2 separate regions of the Mus musculus genome follow, and region 1 is linked to region 2. A link is a contact called in public HiChIP or PLAC-seq data. All regions are on one chromosome and are shown on one strand. The core of a region is the stretch at or near the end of the contact, and the rest is flanking DNA. Distances in the headings are between cores, read along the strand shown.

Region 1 (6,653 bases), core at 4,130-6,629, 350 kb after region 2:
TTCTCTGAGTCATATTGTCATATGACTCATCCTCTGGGCTTTAATGGACACCTGCATGTGTTTTCATGTCTTTTGTACCAAAGGATATAAAAATTTAAAAAGTCTTCTCAAAAAAGTGGATTTGGGTAGGATTTTTTTTTGTTGTTGTTTTGATCTCCAGGAAAGTTAAATGAAGGTGAAAAAAAAATGAGTAGCAGTGATGTGCTAATTAGCAAAATCTCGTGGTTTGGGAGCAGCTAGTATAAAAAGTTATCAGTTAATTTAAGGACAGAAAGTTTGTTTTTTATTTCGACAAAGAATCTTTTATCACCAAATGAATATCAGACTCCCACAAGCATCTTTGAGTTCCCACTTCTCTTTTTTTGTTGTTGTTTTTCACCTTGAAACTTAGGAAAGTATGAAACGCGTTTTTGAAAATGTTTATTTTTATTTTTATTACTTTTTAATGTTGCATTTATTTGTGTTCCTGCCAAGGCTCTGCGAGATCTGGGCACTGTGAGTCAAAGCATGCACCCGGACATGATTCCATGTGGAGTCATGGAATATAGTCACCCTAATATAGGAAAGGGGACAGCTTGCCCTTCCCACACTCCAGGTGCAGTTTCGAATGTTTTGTAAAGCTCACAGCGTGTCCCCCTTGAGCTGATACGCGTGCTTTTGCTTGGCGTTTGTGGAAGCTTGATTCAGCATCTGTCCCCTGGCCCGCGCTTGCTAACAAGGCATCTTCAAGGTTCCTGTCCTGTGGCCCTGACTTGATTATAACCGAGTCCTCTTAGCTCACAGCATGCACATAATTAATGAAAAGGACAGCGAGTTCTGCAGGCACATGTAGGTCCCTATTACCAGATGTTTAATTATTGTTGTCAGGGAGTATTTGAAGTACCTGGCTAGCTCTGGAAGCAGAGCTAGAAGAGAAAGCCAACCCTGTTGGGTCTTGACAGATTGGTCCTTTTGTATGCAAGGATTTAAGAGTCAGTGGACAGAGCTAGAGTCTTCCTTGCACCAAATTTGTGGAAAGAGAAGATATAACACTTCAACCGCCACCCTTTGAAGCCCATGGTTGCTTCCATTACATTTGTCCTGTGTCATTGAGCCACCATTTAATTAGTATGAAACCTTGAACATTGATAATTAGATCTTCAGTAACAACATTTACATTCTCTGCAGACAGTGTATCTATCATGTATTATCATGTGATACTTCCTGGAATTTAGGCTAGTCATCTCAAGAAAATACTGAATGGATTGTGTTGCAGATGGAGGTATACTTTACCATAAAGGTATAAATTAGATATTAAGTAGGAAAGCATCCAAGAGCCCCATATAGAGAGCAGGAAATGTGTTTTATATTCAGTCTGTTAACATTGGGTTTCTTTATGACTCATTAGAAGTCTAAAATTATCCTTGGCTACATATCAACTGCAAGGCTAGCCTGGGTTACATGGGGACAGAGGACTTTGTTATGATCAACTCAGGGCCACTGGAGGGGTCCTCACAGCTATCTGTCAATACCTTGTTAGCAAGCTCAGACCAGGAACAGATATGCATCAAACATACAAAAACCAAACACAATGTTTTGTAACATACAAATTAGAGACTGAAAAAAAATTACATTTTGCCTGCATGAGAGGTCTGTTTCTAGGCTGTCCCTCTCAAATATTTGATTGATTTACCATCAGAGATTATAAATAGGGAACCCATGTATAATGAGCACAGGGCATCTCTCTGGTTGTAAAGCCACACCTCTCCTGGACCTTAATTTTCTTCGTCTTGGTCGTTTTCGCTTTGTTTTAAAAACAGGATTGCACTATGAAGCTTAGACTGTCTCGGTACAGGTGGCAGTCCTCCTGCTTCACGGTCCCAGGGCTGCAATTAGAGGTGTGGGCCATGATGCCTGCCTGGTTCACCCTGTCTGAGGCTTGTGGTTGCTTCAGTTCTTAGAAACCAAACTTCTTCTTAGATTATAGATGGCCATACTGCCCCCTAGTGTTTTCTCTGTGCCCTACTCATAAGGATTTGGATTACAGAGCACATATATCTACTGAGATTTTGTTCCTGCCCTTGCATGAAAATGCAGCATCCTTAGAGCACAGTGCAGACAGGGAGAGTGTCTTTGTTTCTAGGGCTGCCGTTCCCTATGCACCCTCAAAATGGGTTCTGATTTTTTTTTTTTTTTTTTTTAGACCAGCACTCCTGTTCTGTCCATATTCCACTTTCTCTGTTTCTGTCCCATGTCAGGTCCCACGTTCTGTTTGCCTGGGAGAAACACAAGCTAGGATACTACCAGTTTGCATTTTATAAATAAAACATACAAAGAGATCAATGGGAACTTAAAAGATACAAAGATACATAAAAACATATACTTTGAAAGAGCCAGGCAGGCAGCCCTAAAAGATACATTGTAATACTGTATTTATGTTAAGACTCCATTTTTTTTAAAAAATAAGAATGGTGGTTGTATACATGGAGCTAAGTTATTTTTCCTCTGAATGGACCCATTTTTAAATTGTCGCCATAAAATGGTTAAGGTTGAATGAATATTTTAAAGCACATGAAACCTGGTCATAAGGGAAGTGAGTTTTTTTTTTTATTAAAAGTGTTTTTTAAAAAAATATATAACATGCTTGAGTAGTCAATACAGCCAACCCTGTAATGTATAAATTTTGCATCTGTGAATTCAACCCCAAGTCAGAAATATTCTGGAAAAGTAAATAAAAAAATGAAAACAAACCCTAAAAATTGCATTTTTAAAAAGTATACAGACCTTTCTGTCTCTTTGTTCTTACTTAAACAATGTAACATGGCAGCTGTACCCATCACATTTTAATGGTTCTGTTAGGTATTATGTAATGTAGACCGGATATAATGGGTGCAGGAGGAGTCAATGCTTGCCTGGCATGACTCCCAGCACCACCAATACAGTGCATGGCAGAGTTTGTGTGGATAAATTCTGTGAAAAGTTTGCACCATCTTGACACCAGCAATTTGAGCAGCTACCTAGGTGGTGGTACCTGTGGGATCCTGGGATCAGTCCCCCATAGATCCTGAAGACTGACTGCATTGATAAAGTTTTTACTGAGCTCAACAGAGGGTCAGTGGAGTTTTGGGTTCAGAAGAAGTGTTTGTCACGTAACAGGAAAGAAGCAAAGGCATTAAATGCTTAATTCACTTTTTTTTTTTTCCAGCAGGGGTACATAGGGGAAACTGTAAGCAGATGTGAATAGTCAGGGTCAGATTATAATTTTGGAAGGAAAAGCTAAGGGTCAGAATGTTCTGAGGATCTGACCTGGGGCTGTCTCTATCCCTAAGGGGATTGTATGGCCATCTCAGACCTGAGGGGAAATTTGGTTTCTAAGTAGGCAGGGTGTGGAAATGTGTGCTGTGTGCCTGTGTGGCAGATCAGTGCCCTCATGTTAACTAGCAGCTTGGGAAGAGCTTATGGTGGTCGAGCCCAAAGTTTTGAGTCTGATAAGTGAATAGATTCAGCGGCATCAAGGAAGTAGTCTAATAGGAAGTAGACAGATGTGATTGGGTCTGGCCTGAACTTCACTAATATTAGCACCATAGGCATTCTGCTGACCCGTGAAGCTATCTTGTCAATCATTTAAACAGCTATGCGTTGCTGTAGATTCATGGGTGCTTTCCCATGGAAAGGTAGGGGGCTTCTTGCATCCTGAATGGCAAAGTTTGGGTCATTTAGCTTAGCTCTGTGTCCACCTCTCAGGTCACATGTGAACGCCAATCATTCCTATCACTCCGTGTTGCTTCGAGGGGAGACTGTTACTTTACTTATATTAGTTGTCTTTAATTCTCACTTTCTTTTCTTTGAAGATCCTTTTCAGGAAGTGAACAGTAGGGTTCTCTGATAGTTCTTTGAACTGTTTTTTTTTTTTTTAATTTCCTTCACAATTTTACCGGCCCCAGGTGTGTTTTCCTTCACCTCATCTCATTAGAACCATGCCATCATACCCGTATTTCCTATAAGGCTGTCAGTTTCACATTAAACCACTTAATAAAGACAAGATGCGGACTGTGAGGTGGAAACGTCTGGTTTCTTTGGAAAGTCAGTTATGCCAAATGATGTTTTGCTGGGGCACACAGGTGAAAGGATGTTTTGCTATAGCAGACATGTGAATGAAAGTGCGATGTTAGCTGGGTGTGGTGACGCACGCCTTTAATCCCAGCACTCAGGAGGCAGAGGCAGGTGGATTTCTGAGTTCGAGGCCAGCCTGGTCTACAAAGTGAGTTCCAGGACATCCAGGGCTAGTCAGAGAAACCCTGTCTCGAAAAACAAAACAAAACAAAACACAAAAAAAAGAATGTGCGATGTTTAGAAAGAATATAAATATGACCCCATAGTCAGTGAGAGCTCAAACATTGGTTTGCTTTGCTCTGTCTGTCTTACTAGCATTGCTGACATGCATGTATTGGTTTATCTCGCATTGCATTGCTGAGCTCTGCCTATGGTAACTTCACAGAGAGAAACACTCACCAAAGAACTTCTTGTGAGGTTCCTGTGGCTTCTTGATATTTCCGTGGACTTGGGCCAGTTGTCAAACCTTGTGGTTTCTTCTGGATTGAACTGCCCTTGCTGATTTGTGTGTGGTGTCTGCCAAGTAGACTGGTCTGCAGCTGCTGATTCATGCTTGGTGTTTGCTAGTGGACTGGGCTAAGAACAGCAAAGATTGAAATCTCCCCCAAAGAACTATTTCTAAACAGGTCTGCTTCCCCGTACCCTAATAACCTTTCTCTTCTACTGCCTCTGGTGGGTGGTGGGCTAGAGTGGAGGTTGAACCCTTATTAAAGTTGGTTGAGAAAAATATATGCCTACAGATTGTCTTGTGGGCTCATGTCTTGTGTTACTGGGGCTCAGCGTATGAGCATCCCCCCATGACTAGTGTTCATGTCTGCGCACCATGCACTGCACTGTCTCTTCCTGGAATCTTATTTTTGCCCTGAAGTTTCATCTGATAGTCATCAGGGTCAGAGGTGGCAAAATCTGCTTTTTGACCAAATGTTGTGGACACACTGTGGCTTTCTCAGGGTCCTGTGGGTCAGCCTAACCTCTGTGCATTTCCATAGCCCAATCTCAGTACCTTCCTCTTTCTTTAAAGAATGTCAGCTCTTGATCATGGCTAGGCCATTGATGCTATGCTGTTTCCAGAGTTCATTGTAGAAACTGCTAGTTCCTAAGGAGGGGTTTTGTCTAAACAAAGAAGGAGTTCAGTTCTTTCTGGTGATGATTACTAATCTCTGGGGAATTGAGGAAGTCATTATTGGGTATTGGGGTGGAAGCTACTGGGACTCATCTGTTGTTGGATCTTATGAAACACAGTCTTTCTTTTTCAGCAGGTCTGCCCCCACACTCGGAACATTTTTCCCTCATTATCCTCTCTCAGAACTCTGAGTTCTGCCACTCTGGCAAGTCTTTAGCCGTCACATCTGCACCCCACCAGCACCACTTTCTTTAGCTGACAACTTTTAAACAGTTTCCTGACAAGTCTGCTTGCGAATTTGTACAAGCTCCTCTGTTTGATTGAGGAGTTTGACTAATCACTGTACATGGCTGTACTTAGGCCTGGACTGACTGATTCCCTTTCCCCAGAATATGTCTGTTCATTTGATGCTGTTTGGGAGCCTGTGAGCACACACAGGTGCATCTTCTCCTTGCTCCATTTGAGTGAGGCCATCGCACAGCTTCTGTGAGCAGTGTGGGAAGTGTAGGTTATCGTGGGGGTGTCTGCTGGAAATTTCTCTGCCTTGGTTTTGCCTGTTCCTTCAAGGATACTGACCAGGCCTAAAAATCTGTTTCAATTGCACAACTGCACTGAGAAGTGGGAAACCGGCAAGGGAAGGTTGGGAAGAATATCAGGGATAATGGGTTTTCTGAGGAAAACCCGAGATGCCTGCATGAGGGAGGCGGCCAGTTAGTGGCTTTGCCCTGTGCTTCTCCATACAGAACGTGAAGGACCCAAGGAAATGAACATGGCACATCTTCACTAAAAGCTGGGCCTCACCTCAGTATGCACTGTTAGACCTATGTACAGCCAGCCTCAGGTGAGGCCCCCAGTACTTGCTCAGTGTGACTTAATGCTGAGATCCACTCTCCTGGGAATGGGGTGGCTCTGCACAGCACAGTGGTTGCTTCATGGTGTCTCAGGTCCTAGGTGAGAGCTTTGTGTTAGCCTTGGAACCGCACAGGTGTCCCAGTTCTACTTCAGGAGAACGAAACGGCACTTTGGTTTTGCAGAGCAGCTGTGTGCTGAGAAGGACTTGGGAGTCATCTGTGCTAGGGGGCTTTATTGGCATCTTGAAGACTGTTGTCACATTGGGTTGGCTGAGGAGAACTTCCAGGTCCCTTGAGGACTAGGCTGGTAGTCCCAGTGGTTACCGAGGATAGGGAGCATCACTGTGGTGGCTCTCCGGACATCTTCAGTTCCTGCTCTGTTTGTCTGTATTTATTTTGGGTAACGGTTGGACCTCCTGCCTCATTTTCCCAAGTGCTACGGTTATAACCTTATACCACCATGCCCAGATTCTCTTTCTGTCCTCCCTGTGTGTAGCCACTTTTGGCTCAGTAGGTAATGCCTTGGATGGCAGAGAAACAGCTGGCTTGATTCCCTCTTAGGAAGGAGACTCAAGGGACAATGGGTG
Region 2 (7,030 bases), core at 4,123-6,622:
TGAAAAGACCCCCTGTTACCTCCTCAGTAGGTTTCACCCAGAAACTCCAGGGCCTTTGAGGTTTAGGGGCAGCAGACTCTAGGGCTAAATGAATCCACAACCCTTCTCCTTTGCTTCGAAAGCAGAAAGAGTCCCCGGCCCTTGTTGGAGCCTCAGTTTTTCTCATCTGTTCAATGGACAAAGGTCTGTTCACCTCACTAGTTGATTTCAAGGATGAGACAAACCTGTCCCCATAGATAAGCACCAGTCTTCAGGAGAATGGCTCCTGAAGAGGCAGAAGAAGACAGGATGGGGGTGTTTGGAAGGGGAAGGCATCTTTCTATGCAGGGGTCTGTGAGTCCTGGTTTACAGGGCTGTCTGCTGCAGGTCTGCTAACCTATTTCCCTCTGAAGAGGACCTGATCCAGGCCCCAAGGTAGGCTCCACTTGAGAGCCCACTCCCCTCTCTCTTCCTCTTTCTCACAGGACTTTTTGACCCCAAGATCCCTTGAGTACCTGTCTCCTCTAGTGCAAAAACAACTTGGTCTCTGTGCCTTTACCCCCATTTATCCAAGTGCCCTGAGAGGGGCAGAAAGGCCAGCTGCCCAGACGGGGAGATTTTATCACGAACATTGTTTGGAATTACTAGTGCTTGACAGTTTAAAGTGTAAAATGCAGCCTGGCCTTGAGCCCAGATTATTACTGCCTTCTAAACTCTGGGGGACAACGCGTTTCTCATCTGAAGCTCCTAAGGCAGACCCACCATGCCACTTCTGTGGCCTTACTAGGTAACCCTCTCCCTCTCTTCTTATGCCTTAGGCACAGGAGGTGAGTGGCCCTGCTCATACCTCCATGACTCACCCTTACTGTGCAACAAGGGCCCTCCGGCCTCTTTATTCTCAGTTTGTTCTGTTTTTGCTGATGACTGAATTTAATGCGGAAGTGCTGTCAGCAGAAGAGAAAGGAAACCTTAACCCAGCACCCCCTCCCCAGGAACCAGTTCCAAGTTGCTTCCCCGTGAGGTGTGAATGTTCTCCAAGTTAAGCCAGGTAGTACAGACCTGCCACCCTAGCTACTTCAGAAGAGCCGAGGTAGGAGGATAACTCTCCCCCTTACTCCATTTTACAAGATAAAGAGTCTCAGATTTTTTAAAATAAATAGATAAATAAATAGCAAAAGGGGCCAGGGATATCGGTTAATGATAGAGCACATTCTACCTGGCATGTGCCGGGTCCTGGGTTTAATCAGTCTTCAGTAACACATGCAGACACACATACACACTCACACACACACACCCTCATACATATATATATCACACACAAACATGCACATATCCATACACACAAATACGTGCATACACACAACCACAAACATACACTCAGACATACATACACAGAGACACATATATACTACTCATACACACACACATATACTCATAATATATACCACACACAAGCATGCACACATACACATACAAACACATACATACATACACCACATATATTTACATACACACAGACATACACATACAAACACACACACACCGCACATTCACAAACACACATACTCTCACATACAAACATACATTTTATATATATATATATGTATATATATATATATATACATATATATATATCACAAACACATGAATACACACACACCACACATTTACATACACTCAGACAACACAGACATACATATACCGCATACACACACACACACATACACACACACACACACACACACACTTCTTTGACTCTAGTCCTTGAAGGAGACTCTGGAGAAATTTCTGGAAAGAAAAGACAGAAGCTATATTTCAGCCACTTAAATGACATGTGACATTGATGTTGACAAACGCTACCCCACTGTTTATTGAACACCACCGTCCCCTCTCATCTGCTCCCTTATTGGCTCTCAAAGCAACCTAGGAGCTTGATTTATTTGATTCTTATCTTCTCTTATTTCACAGCCAAGGAAACTGAGGCCAAAGATGTCTGAAATCAGAACCCTTTGTCTTCCATCCCCCGCAGGGCTGTCCACTATGCCTGCCCCAGTCATGATGGCTTGCTTTCTGCTAAGGATGTCACCACACCTGGTTGACGGAGAATTGCCACCTGCTCCTGCACTGGGCAACCAGCCCTCCGGAAAGCAAGCTCGAGTCCAAACTCAGGGTTAATGATAAAGCTGAACAACGTAATGACTGGCCTTCCCTCTCCCTCTTTATCAACATGTGACTTAGGTTTGAGTGCCAAGCTAAACCTTTCAAGAGCCACATCCTCGGCGGTAACTTATTAAAGGGTAAATCAAAGTTTGCTGGAAGAGAAAAGCAAATACCCATACTCAGCATGCCAGGCTGGTCCCGAGCCCACTTCCTGGTTCCACTGTTGACTTGGGCTGCAATCCTAGATAAGTGTGAATACGTCCACCGCCCTGGGCCCAAAGGGCAAGCCTGGGAGAGAGCTCAGGACAGAGTCTGCCCCTGCCCCTTATGCACACACACACACACACACACACACACACACACACACACACACACGGAACCTGGCAAGATGTCAGCTCTCATGGTTTACCTCAGAGAGGAAAACCTCAGACAAAAGCAAGGCAGGTACAAAGTGCTACACAGCCTCTTGTCCTTGTGCCTGTGATTGTGAAGAAGTGGGTCACCCGAGTGTCACATCACCAATAGAACCCTACCATCCTTTGGCTCCGCTCACCCATAATTAGCGGAACTGAGGAGGAGAAGAGCTGCACTTTGGGCCTCAGATGGCGGGGTGGAGGAATCGGAGCAAAGTTGACAAGAGTCAACGGTAATCACATAGTGAGCATTTTCAAAGAAACAAATAAAAAATAGCCCAAAGTGGGTCAGCGCTTACTGTAAGGTCAGAGGCAGGAAACTGGGACAGACTTCGAGTCCTGGGAGGAGGGACATGAGTTGTGTTTTCTGAATACAGACTTGTGCTATCTTTGGGACTTCACCCCCTGCTGCTGCTTTCTCCTTCTGTCTCCTGAATACACAGGGCCTTAGTTCCAACACTCTCCATCACAAAACATCTTCCCTGAGGCAGAAGACAAAAGGCACCTAAAAAGACTTTAACAAGATCCAGGCATGGTAATGTACGCCTGTAACCCAGAGGCGGACGAGAGGGTCTTCCTCGGCTATATAGCACTTTTCAGGACAGCTTGGCTACATAAAATCTTGTCTCAACAAGAGAAAAAGAAATAAAGAAAGGAAGGACAAAGATAGGAATGGAGGAAGGAAGGAAGGAAGGAAGGAAGGAAAAAGAAAGATAAAGGAAACAGGTAACTCTTGGGAGAGGCTGGCAGGAAGAAACACAGCAAGAGGCTGCTTGTCTTTGCAGTCTCACAGTCACCCATCCTGAGATCCCAACAGGTTAAATTCAGATGCCTTCAGAGCACTTTTTGCACCAAGTACCATGAAGTACACGTATGTGTGCATGCACACACATTCAGGTTACCAGCAACTTCAGTCATTGTCCACAGATCATCTGTGGCATCCAGTGTGCTACACAACAGGGAGCATGCAAGAATGCACATGTGATGTGCAAATAGCACACACATGCACATAGCACATCTTTCTACATGTTCTGAATACATGCTCATCTGTGCACACAAGAGCACCCAATGGACACATACACTCACAGTGTTTAGAATAGTATCTGTTCACATACCTGTTAACTGCATCCACACAATGTAAACACATGAAACCCATGTACACATACCCAGTACAGCTGGAACTCTGTATCTATGAATTCTGCAGCCATGGCATCAACCAACTTCAAATGGAGGGAGATTTGCGTCTTTACTACAGGCTTTTTGCTGCCATCCCTGAACAATATGGTACAATATCCAGTGCTTAGCATTTAAAGTTAGGCACGATAACTTTGAAGGGACTGGTGTACAGATGGTGTATTGTCTATCCTATGCAAACATTGTATATTGGAGACAAGAATCTGCAGATTCTAGAACAAGTCTCCCGTGGGTCCCAGAAACCCCTGTGCTCCTGAGCGCATGCCCTGTACATCATGGACCTTGTGCACACACACAGTAGGCCTGCATCCCCCTTGCTCTCTCTGTAACCTTAAGACTTTGGCAGTTGTTATCTTTCATTCTTGGCAGGATTGCACTTCCTGGTGGCCTTGGAGACTTGTTTGGGTCAGATTTATCAGGCTTATTTGGGAGGGGCATATAATCATCCGAGCTCCGGGTTTCAGGTTCCAGGGACCTAGGACTGACAGAATGGCATGTTTTGGTGAGAGTTAACCGTGCTTATTAATTTTCTGGAGTCTTGAAATACACACTGTTTCCAAATGTTATCTTTTTTTTATTATATGTAAGTACACTGTAGCTGTCTTCAGACACTCCAGAAGAGGGAGTCAGATCTCGTTACGGATGGTTGTGAGCCACCATGTGGTTGCTGGGATTTGAACTCTGGACCTTCGGAAGAGCAGTCGGGTGCTCTTACCCACTGAGCCATCTCACCAGCCCCCCAAATGTTATCTTTAAAAGACATTCTGGAACTGTGCCCCGTGACATAAAGAACACACACGTGCATGAAAACAAGCATGTTTAACACGTGGAGCCAAACACGTCAGAACCACGAATGCAGACGATTTGGGTGAATGTGAGGTGCACTCTGTCCTTACCCTGCCGTCTCTCCTACACACAGAAAATAAGAGTGGCCTCAGGCAAGTTCAGGAGCTGTCTTGGGTCAGAGGTCTCTCCAGTTCACTTCAGAAGCAGCATCTCTCTGGGGTTTAACTGGACTGCAAAATGTTTGGGGTGCTCAACCAACACCGCACCTCTACACAGCAGAGCCTTCCACTCCGTGGTGAGCGAGTTACGTCACACAAGAGTAGGTCTGCTTCCACTTATCCCAGAACTTACGGAGAGGTCCTAGAGCATTTGCCCAAGGAACATCCCATAGGCTGGGAGAAGGAGAAGATTCCAGAAACACACGAGGCACCTTGCCTGTTCTCTCCACCCATGCCCCCAAAGATGATTGGGTGGAGGTGTTGCAATGTGTGTTAAAAAGAGTTGCTTATTTAAATGTCTGGCCTGAAGAGCAGATTAACCAGGCACAGTCCCATGGGGTGAGGGGGTGGGGAGGTTGAGGCGAGGAAGGGTCTATAAGAATTTATGTTTTTGTCTTTAAGTTTGGGTTTTTGGAGTGTGGGGTTTGGGGGGAGTATAAAGGAAGCCACCCTGGCCAGATAAACTTAAAACTGTAAGCAAAATTCCCTTTTAGCTTTTCAAAAAATGACAAAGTCACACCAGAGAGGAAATGAAAAGGGAAATTTTTAGACTTCTCATCTGTCCAGAAAGCCCCGGCTGTGTTTCAGAACCCAGTAGGGTAACTGTCGGTCCTGCGGTCACACGGCAATCCCAGGAGGCCTTGCGTCAGCAGCCATTATATCAATAAGGAAATACAATCACCAAACCACAGGCCTGCTTTTTTTTTCTTCCTTTTTTTCTTCCCTAAGCCCACAGCCTAAAGCCTGTTGCTTTAGGAGGGTTTTAAAACAAGAGACTTTCCTGTTGTTGAAACCTGTAAACCCACAGCTCTTCCAGGTTACTTAAATTATCCTACCTCTTACAGCCACCACAGACATGGATTTCAAAACTTTCTCCTCCTCCTCTCCCTCCTCCTCCCCTTCCTCCTCTCTCTCCTCCCCCTTCTCCTTCTCCTCCTCCCCTGGCTGACAGATGCATTTGACTCCCTGGAACCCTTATTTTCCAAATTGTATGGCTAACTGCTGACACAGGAGGAAAGCCACGAGTTGCACATTAAGCTCTGCAGCGAAGTGCCCTTGCCAGTCATGATGAGTTTATTCACTGACCTGAAGGGGGAACGGCCACACAAAAGAGAATTCTGCAGAAATGGCCCTGTGGTCAAAGCAATGTTGCTCAGCACAACCAGCCCGTTTTCCATGCACACACACACACACACACACACACACCGGCTTGCAAATGTAAGATATCACAGCTCACAGGAGGAGGTTGCCCTGTTTATCATAGCATGTGAAATCGAGCTGCTGGAATATGTTTTAACTACAACCAAAAGGCAGCTTCAACCACTTCATGAGGTCGCTTGTCTGAGTTGCTGGAAAAGCAGCGTAATAGGAAATCGTAGGTGGAGGGCCCAGCGGGGGCCATGGGTGACCGATGTCAACTCTCAGGGACAACTCCTCTGTGCACGCAAGATTTGTTTTTCCCTTGAGCCAATAGGAAGATGCAGATGAAAGACCGCATTGTGGGACCATGAGCCAAATCCACAGAGAAATATCTCTCTTTTCTGCTCAGCTCAGCAAAGAGCGATTGTGCCAGACCCAACAACTGCATTTGATAGCCATCTTCCGGTTTAACTTCTAGCCTGGACTGGGGCCACTTGACATTGTTAAAACAACGCCTGTAGACTTCATCTGTGATCCCTCGCCTGGCCTGAAGCATCCGCCCCTGTGAGTTGAGCCTAAAGTTAACAGAGGGTTTCTGGACAGTAACTCTTTCACTTCAGTAACCAATTACCGTGAGGATAAGCGAGGGTGAACTTTATTCTGCGGCTACAGCCGGTGATCTTAACGCCCACTTCACAGCCTCCACGCTGCAGTCCTGAATCCAGCAGACACTTATCTAAGCTCACACTTTCCAGCCTTTTTGGGTTAGAATCAACACTTACCTCATCAGAAAAACACACACACTGTCCAAAAGAGAATCTGCTCTCAGTTTGAGCACATGGGTGTTTTGTTTATTTTCTTTGATTTTTTTTCTACATTCCAATAAATCTGCCAGTACTGAAATGCTGAGATAGATACTCTGAAACCGTTGTGTGTGTGTGTGTGTGTGTGTGTGTGTGAGAGAGAGAGAGAGATAGAGAGAGAGAGAGAGAGAGAGAGAGACTGTGTGTATGTTTCATGTTTGAGGGGAGGCTCTTTCAAAACAACTCTGCCCTCTTTATTCAGAAATATGAGATATGATTGGGGCTACAATAAAAAAATAAAATAAAATAAAGGCCAGAAGTAAATCAATCCTAGTTA

What was found. HiChIP or PLAC-seq counts read pairs in DNA pulled down with a chosen protein or histone mark.
Region 1: an HNF4G HiChIP or PLAC-seq map of pancreatic cancer cells shows a contact between it and region 2. The contact joins two enhancer-like sites. A contact is called at or near these places in 1 of 115 datasets of contacts at active chromatin or transcription factors (pancreatic cancer cells) and 1 of 9 other capture datasets (pancreatic islet).

The regions. Positions count from the first base shown.
Region 1 is chr8:127,176,857-127,183,509 of GRCm38.p6, forward strand. All of the region lies in intron 2 of Pard3 (par-3 family cell polarity regulator), which reads left to right. Among named protein-coding and RNA genes, the nearest start is that of Pard3, 120 kb to the left of the region's middle. Within about 2 kb of position 5,380, at least 15 of the 459 cell types and tissues checked have an H3K27ac peak or open chromatin away from gene starts, as enhancers often do. A contact at or near this core is called in pancreatic cancer cells, where this site is marked.
Region 2 is chr8:126,827,404-126,834,433 of GRCm38.p6, forward strand. The region is part of intron 4 of Gm31718 (a long non-coding RNA gene); the gene reads right to left. Among named protein-coding and RNA genes, the nearest start is that of A630001O12Rik, 18 kb to the right of the region's middle. RefSeq lists an enhancer at 1-1,166. Within about 2 kb of position 5,373, at least 233 of the 459 cell types and tissues checked have an H3K27ac peak or open chromatin away from gene starts, as enhancers often do. A contact at or near this core is called in pancreatic cancer cells, where this site is marked.